Linked DNA regions of Zea mays: regions 1 and 2 are each linked to region 3. A link is a contact called in public Hi-C data. All regions are on one chromosome and are shown on one strand. The core of a region is the stretch at or near the end of the contact, and the rest is flanking DNA. Distances in the headings are between cores, read along the strand shown. Region 1 holds the start of LOC100278188. Region 2 holds the start of LOC100284038 (receptor-like protein kinase). Region 3 holds the start of LOC103630123 (MAR-binding filament-like protein 1).

Region 1 (2,728 bases), core at 169-2,668, 130 kb before region 3:
CAACGGCCGCCGCTGAGGATGTCGAGCGCGGCGAGGGCGGCCTTCTGGACTCTCTCCCGTTCGTCGTGCAGCGCTCGGGCATTCTCCGCCACGGCATCCCTCGCGCGCTCCAGCTCCGCGTCGATCTCGCCGTCGCACCGCGCGATCTCGCTGCCACCGTGGTCAAAAAAGGCACGCACGGCACAACGGCGTCAGGGCCAAGCCGGATGACTTTTGCAGGGATTTTAATCGGGAACCCGAAACGAGGATGCGCAGCGCGACCGGTGCTCACCTGCTCGTCTTGAGCATGCTCTGGAGACCGTCCTGCACCTGCTGCGACACGTCTGCGCAACGCAAAAACAGTTCACGCCCGTGTTAGCATGAGTAATACTGCATCAGGGAATGCACAACACTGCAACAGTTCTTCCATTGGTTTGCAAAGCAATTCCAGTCTGCACTTGTGAATCATCAGTAGTTTCGGTATGTACTCTATGCAACAGAGGTGACTTTTAGATGAAATTCGTTTTGACTCTATATAAAAAATCGAAGACAGGAATTTAAAACACGATTAAATTTATCAAGAGGAAGTTGCCTAAAACGTCGCTTTCAAATTCGACAGGGGTACACAATCAAATGAATACGGTATGATATGATAAGAAGGGTCACCTGACTTCGACTGCAGATAGAGTAATAGAGCCCCATTTTCAGATTCACTACAGTAGCGCGTCCACTCGAGCAGCAAAAAAATAGAACTAGTATCTGACGCGATCTCGTCTGTGCAGTTTGCACATGTGAATGAGGGTTTGGAAATCGGATTGTACGTATGTAACCAATGAGTTATCGCCACCGAACGGAGTGTTATGGACAGGAAATTCGAGACACCGATTCAGATACTAATATTACTGAGCATAACCCATACAACGAATCGAATCGGAACGGGATGGGGAAACGAACGAACCGAGAAGAATCGGATGGATGTGGACCAAATTGGTCGCGATTCTGAGCACACACTGAAACCAGGCAACGGACACCAGCGGGGGACTCAATCCCCGCACACCAGCATCAAATATTCCTCGAAGGAAGCACGAACTTGGAAATTCTGCATCAGCAACCACCAATCTAGGCCGAACAATCGCTTCGAACCCAGTAACAAACAGAACCCAGTAACAAGCAGAAGAGTGAGGGAGGTGGGGTGGCGAGCGCACCAAGCAAACTGCAGAAGCGAACCGCGGGGGGTGTGGTCGTACCGAAGAGGAGCGCGGAGAGCTTGGAGTCTCCGCCGTCCTCAGCCACCGCGTCGGTGAAGGCCTCGTTCCCGACCGACGTCGCCGCTACGTGCGATCCTGACGGCGAGTGGGCCATGTCTCCCCCGTTCGTGCGCTCGCTCTCTTCGTGCGGTGGGGTGGCGTGGGCGTGGGAGAGGCAAGAGAGGTGTGGACCTGGAAGCGATCAGAACCGCCAGCATATATATACGGACTGGAGGCCCAAACCCTCTTAGGGCATGTTTGGTGTGGCGCACTTTTCAAGCCGCAGTTGTGACGGGTGATTTGGTCGCCGTGGATTAGATGCCACATCAAACATACTCTTAATTACACCATGTACGGTAATTGATGTTTCCTTTGTACTCTCTTCGTTTTAAATTATCATTCTTTTATTTTTTTTATCACGTGTGATCGGCTTGTCCTATTCAATTTTTTTACGAAAAAGTGAAAAATTCAAAGCTACATTTAAAATATATTATATACTAAACAATATTACAGCAAAATTTAACAATAATTATGATTTTTTTTAATAAGACGATCAAACTTAAGATTAAAAAGTTAAACGAATTATAAATTAGAATGGAGTGAGTACCTTTTTAACTCATTACTATTTAAAAAAATGAATGTCTCCTACTCGCTACTTGTTTTCCTCCGTGTGCACTCATCCTAGCCCTTGCTCCCCTCTAATGAGGACATCACTTCTATACATACAATGAATGGACCGATAACACGATCTCGTGCACGACAGCTAAATCTCTAGGTACGTTCTATCCTAGTCAATTGTGTATCAGAGCTTACGCTTGGGGCCATGGATGTTTTGATGATTAGGTACCTTAGAAAGGACCAGCAAGGACTTGGGAAAGGCCAAGGTGTTGAGGAGGAGCAGCAAGGGCGCCCACAACAGGAAGGAGATCAAGTCCGACTCGGCTGCGACTCTATCTCGGGTTCCAGGACCAGTCTGCACTAAAATGGACGCCCAGGATGCATCCGAACTCCGATTGCGACAGACTTGATATGGTTGGAAAGAAAAGGAGATTATCTAACCAACCCAACTGGTTCCACCTTAAAATTCATTCGGAGTCAACGGGAATCGTCGAAACAATTCAGCGTTCAGATTCTGTTTTGGTGCTGCGACACCGTCTGTTGGGCCGTTGGGCCGTGTATCGCGTCGAAGCCCATTAGGGGCGAGTCCAGGGGTCACACACGTCCTAATACTCTATTTATTCAGCAGCCACCGCCACATTAGGTTTTGGGTTTTGCTTAGATCAATTCTGTCATCGAACAGTGTCGTCGTCATCGGTTTGTGAGACCCCATCCCGTAATCAATACAATTTTTGGTTGCGCTTCTTTCCTATTCTTGCTTGTGTTCTTGATTGCGCTTGCAGGGATAAGCCTTCGTGGCGAGGTCATTCGTGTGTCAAGGGTGATAACCAACGGAGCCGTGGTGTAGTGATTGCGAGGAACCGTTCGCTCAGAGCCTTGTATCA
Region 2 (2,700 bases), core at 49-2,548, 170 kb after region 3:
GGCTAAGGTTGCTTCTCTGCGAAGACTGGGCCTCGGGTGAGCCGAAGGTGTGTCCGTTGCTTGAGGGGGCCCTCGGGCGAGACGTGAATCCTCCGGGGTCGGCTGCCTTTGCCCGAGGCTGGGCTCGGGCGAGGCGAGATCGTGTCCTTTGAATGGACTGAGCCTTGACCTTAATCGCGCCCATCAGGCCTTTGCAGCTTTGTGCTGATGGGGTTACCAGCTGAGATTAGGAGTCTTGGGGTACCCCTAATTATGGTCCCCGACAGATACGTTATCAGTAAGTAAAGTGTTAAACTTTAGCACCAATTAATCGTTTAGCTCTTCTAAGTTGTGCTGAAGTGAGCTAAAAATGGTTTATGATGGGGAAAGACATCTCATACCCTTCTCACTCCACTCTCTCTGTATCCCACGTTAATTAGGGTTATGGATATCTTTCTATATCCATGTGCTAAACTTTAGGCTATAGACAACATACCGTGCATATGACTGCGAAAAACTGTTTTGTACTAAACTGTTTTGTACTATAGACTGTATACAGATTAGAGCTTCAAATAGGAGGTGAGATAAGTGATGTTGCTAAAAATAGCTTAGCACTTGCATCAAAACCTAGCACCCTACTAAAGTTTAGCACATGGAATCAAATGCCCTTTATCGTAGTGAAAGCTAGTAGTAGTGATACTAAAGGTCTGTTTGGAAGCAACCAATTTTTTAAGAAATTGCTTTATAGAAACGGGAGTTATTTCAAAAATTAGTTTATATTCCCGTTTATAGAAACTAGATTTATAGTTTCTTAAAAATCAAGAAGCTGGCTTCCCCTGGTTAAAATTAGTTCTATCCATTTAAATACGTGACGCCTAGTTGATTTCACAGAATTTATATCTATAGCTGCTGCTTCCATTTAAATAGTTGATTTCACGGAATTTATATTTATATCTATTGCTGCTGCTTCCATTTAAATAGACATGTATAAAAAATTAAAAATCAGCTCCTTATAAACAGGGTAACGAACATTCTCATCCAGTTTTTTTCATAAATCATTTTTTAGAAATTTGGGACAGAAACTGATTTTTTTAAAACAGTGGTGCTTATAAACAAACCCTAAAATACACGCTCGCAGAAAAAAAATTGAAAAAGAGATGAAGCAGTAGGTAGACCCAAGGGTTCAAAAACTAAACGCCATAATTACCGTACGGGTCTTCGTCCCGTGGCAGGGGCAGACGCGGCGGCGGGCCCGGCATTACTCTCCCGCTATAAATCCTACTCCGCCGCACAAGGCAGAACAGAAGAGGCCTCCCCGCTCCGCGTTCCCCAGCGCCAGCGGTAACCCCACCCAACTCCTCTGAGCTGTGACACAGCTGTCCTCCTCCCCCCACTCCAGGCGCTCACACACCCTCCACTTCCCTCCACAGGAATCCGCCGCCATAATCTCCTCCGCTCCGCTCCACTCCGCATTGCAGGATTGCGCCGAGCACGAGCACCCTCCTCCCCGAAACCTCTTCTTGGCTCTGCTTTCGGTGGTATGGTGGGATGATGAGCAGGGCGGCAGTGCTGCTGTGTCTCCTCTGCTGCCTCGCCGCCGCCGGCGAGGCGGCGTCAGTGGTGGGCGAGGGCGAGGCGGCGGAGCTGGCCGTGTCGGTGGACCCGTCGTGGCGGTTCCCCAGCCAGCGGCTGCGGGACGCGTACGTCGCGCTGCAGACCTGGAAGCAGCAGGCCATCTTCTCCGACCCCAGGGGTTTCACCGCCGACTGGGTGGGCCCGGGGGTATGCAACTACACCGGGGTCTTCTGCGCGCCGCTGCCGCGCGGGGTGCCGGGCGCCGGGGAGCTCGCCGTCGCGGGCCTCGACCTCAACCACGGCGACATCGCGGGCTACCTCCCGCCGGAGCTCGGCCTCCTCGCTGACCTCTCGCTGCTCCACCTCAACTCCAACCGCTTCTGCGGCCTCGTCCCCGCCACTCTGCGCCGCCTCCAGCTTCTCGTCGAGCTCGACCTCAGCAACAACCGCCTCGTCGGGGCATTCCCGGCCGTCGTGCTGGAGCTCCCGGCGCTCAAGTTCCTCGACCTCCGCTTCAACGACTTCGAGGGCGCCATCCCGCCGGAGCTCTTCGACCGCCCGCTCGACGCCATCTTCCTCAACCACAACCGCCTCCGCTCCCCGCTCCCCGACAACTTCGGCAACTCCCCGGCCTCCGTCATCGTGCTCGCCGACAACAGCTTCGGCGGATGCCTCCCGGCCAGCCTCGGCAACATGTCCGGCACGCTCAACGAGATCCTCCTCATCAACAACGGCCTCGACTCCTGCGTCCCGCCGGAGGTCGGCTTGCTCCGGGAGGTGACCGTCTTCGACGTCAGCTTCAACTCGCTCGTTGGCCCGCTGCCGCAGCAGGTGGCCGGGATGCGCAAGGTGGAGCAGCTGGACGTCGCGCACAACCGCCTGTCCGGGGCCGTCCCGGAGGCCATCTGCGCCCTCCCGCGGCTCAAGAACCTGACCATCTCCTACAACTTCTTCACCGGCGAGCCGCCGTCCTGCGCGCGCGTCGTGCCTTCGGACGGTGACAGGAGGAACTGCCTGCCCAACCGCCCCACACAGCGCACGCCGCAGCAGTGCGCCGCGTTCTACTCGCAGCCGCCCGTCGACTGCGCCGCGTTCCAGTGCAAGCCGTTTGTCCCTGTTCCGCCGCCGCCGCCGCCATCATACCCC
Region 3 (2,700 bases), core at 75-2,574:
CCGGTCGAGGCTCCCTCACACCAAGGTGGCCATGTCCATCTCACCCGAGCCCGCCTTAGGCAGTAAAGACAAAGCTTGCCCGAGGGCTGTTGGGAACAACCGCATTCAATGAGTGCATCTACCTCACGTCGGGCTGCAGGTGAATCTTTCAATAGGACCGCGATCTTGTCAAAGTTTCACCTACATCATTACACGTGTGGACGCCACCTGACAGCTCCTAATGGGACGCATAATATGACAAGACGCGGGTCAAGACCTAGGGCACGAGTTCCGTCTGGCCCGACGCTAAACTCAACCTCGGGTGCAAGCTCTGCCTCGCCTGAACCAGGCCTCGGCTACCTGCTCCCTCGTGAATCCCGTGGAAGGCCACTTCGTCGATTGTGGCGCGCGTCATCAAGTCTCAATATAAAGCTCGGTCGCAACCTCAGACGGACCTCCGCCTCGTCCGAGCTCGGCTCTTACCTCGATATATGTGACAGAGGACTTCCCAACGTCGTAAAAAACAATGAAGATTGACGCACCCCGTAAGAGCCTTTTTCCCATGACGGGCACTAAGTCAACCACTACGGTATGGGCAACTCCATGCCAGAGGGCTCGGATACGTAACTGAGCCCTCGACCTCGGCTCTCAGCGGAAAACAAGCAAGCAGAAGTCAACAACAAAGTACCAGACCATATTGTCTACAAGACATGAAGACACCCCTTCACAACATGTAGTCGGCTCACGTCTACAAGGCAGCTCTCCCCGGGCCTATAAATAGGACAGTCCATGGCTCCCACAGGGGGAGAGGGTGAACACTTGGCAGTTTTCTCCTCCATTCGGTATTGGCATTTGCCTCAATCACTCTCAGGGACTTGGGGTCCTTCCCTCTCCCGTCGTGCTTGTAACCCCTACTGTGAGCACTTTGGTGCGAGTAATATAAGCCTTATCCCTCTTAGCTGGAAGTAGGGCCCTTCATAGCCCGAACCAGGATAAATCGCTTGTGTCAACTCGCATCACCATCTGGGTTTGGGCACGCGACGCTATTTCACTGGTTAGTTAGGTCCACGGGTCCAAACACCGACACTATTTTTCCAAGTGATTTCCATTTTTCAAGAATACTTGGAAAAATAAAGTTTCTAAACTAGCTCTTAGACTATCTGCAGAAGATCCACTATCATATCCTATAATCCAAACTTCTCTCTACAAACAGTGTCAAACAATATCAATCCCTAGCGGTCTTATGAAAACAAATCTCTTATTCATGATGGGCCCGTTTGACATTCTGGTAGCGTAGTGCCCACCGTCGGCCAAAGCCCATGTAGCCTGTGAAGAGCCCACGTAAGCATAACCCGACAGTCTGACAGTGTCCGAAACCTTCTCCTCCGCTTCCGCAGTTCCGCTTCAGCTTGCGCGTCGCCACGGCACTCCCCGCTGCTCTCAGTCCCCAACCCCAGCGCGGAAGGCAGAGCTGACTACCATTTCCGTTCCCACGAATGCTCCCGTGACTACCACCCCGCTCCAGGTAGCAAAGCTGCGGCCGGCGAGGGAGGTAATAGGGTTTTTTTGGTCTCTGCGACTACGACGCCGGCATGGGCTACCACCACCTCCTACTCTCGCCGTCGGTGGCGCAGCCGCCCCGTCCCGCCCTTCTCCCTCCACCCCGCGGCCGCCGCGGCAGCGGCGTCGGGCGGGCCACCGCAGTATTTGCCTCGGCGTCCAGCACCGCTCGCTCCCCCGCTGCGGACGACGCCACGCGGAGGAGGGCCGTGCTCCTGGTCGGCGTCTCGGTGCTCCCGCTCCTCCGCCTCCGCGACGCCGCGGCGGCGGCGGCCAGGGCGCAGCTCTCCTCGGTTGATCTCGTCACTGGTCAGTAGTTGTAAAACTCATTTCGACACTCGCCTTGACGCCTTGTTGCTAGGATGATATGTGTGATTTTTTGGGGTTTTATTAAATCCGATAAAATCTGTGAGATTCGTAGATACTAATAGGATACGTGGCCTGTGCAATTGCGATGCTAAGTTTCCCGCGTAAATGGTAGACTCTCTTAGTAGTAAACCTCATTTCGACACCCCTTGTTGCTAGGATGGTAAGTGTAATTTTTTTGCTTTTATTAAATCTGTGAAATTCGTAGATACTAATAAGATACCTTGCCCCTCTCTTAATAAACTTGCTACACAATATAGACTTGTAGAACCCAACAGACTGCATCACTTTCCATAATCACTTTGCACCTATAATCCTACATGCTGTTTGGTCACTAGTTTAAAATCCCTGTCAACTTCGTTAAGGTCAAAGTTTGCCACGAGGTGCTTCAACCCTGCGTCCCTGCCCGCTTGAGGACGGAGTTGGCATTACGCCAAACTGCCTTGAGCCACCCTTTTGACACCAGTTAGTTCCTAACATCCAGTAGCTCATCAAGTAGGCATCGTTGCCAACCTTATTGGAATCTACAACTAGTAAAACTGCCCTCTTCTCTTACTATTCCTTCATTGTTTGTTGATATTCATGCAACACAGGACACCACTAAAAGTGTCCATACCTTAGGTCTTTATTATCTGGATTTGGACTGTCTTTTATCGTTTAGTGGACCTCTGTCACCAAGATTGCTGATCCATTGTTTGCCAACTTTGGAACTCTTTTAATTCCCACGCTGTTGCCAACATAGTTATTTTGAATACGTTGTGATTTCAGTTTTTCAAAAAGTTTTGCATGGAGATA

The links. Hi-C and Micro-C count contacts between places; a contact is called where the count stands out from the background.
Region 1: a Hi-C map of leaf shows a contact between it and region 3, with 8 times the contacts expected there. The contact joins the promoter of LOC100278188 here to the promoter of LOC103630123 in region 3. A contact is called at or near these places in 3 of 25 Hi-C or Micro-C datasets (ear, leaf and tassel).
Region 2: a contact with region 3 is called in a Hi-C map of leaf, with 4 times the contacts expected there. The contact joins the promoter of LOC100284038 here to the promoter of LOC103630123 in region 3. A contact is called at or near these places in 7 of 25 Hi-C or Micro-C datasets (ear, leaf and an unstated tissue).

The regions. Positions count from the first base shown.
Region 1 is chr6:141,800,223-141,802,950 of Zm-B73-REFERENCE-NAM-5.0, reverse strand. LOC100278188 reads right to left here and starts at 1,418. Exons shown (of 3, transcript NM_001151545.2): 1 at 1,227-1,418; 2 at 272-323; 3 at 1-150. The coding sequence starts at 1,341.
Region 2 is chr6:141,495,958-141,498,657 of Zm-B73-REFERENCE-NAM-5.0, reverse strand. It overlaps LOC100284038 (receptor-like protein kinase), which reads left to right and starts at 1,298. Exons shown (of 1, transcript NM_001156936.2): 1 at 1,298-2,700. The coding sequence starts at 1,528.
Region 3 is chr6:141,665,427-141,668,126 of Zm-B73-REFERENCE-NAM-5.0, reverse strand. It overlaps LOC103630123 (MAR-binding filament-like protein 1), which reads left to right and starts at 1,324. Exons shown (of 3, transcript XM_008651210.4): 1 at 1,324-1,848. The coding sequence starts at 1,572.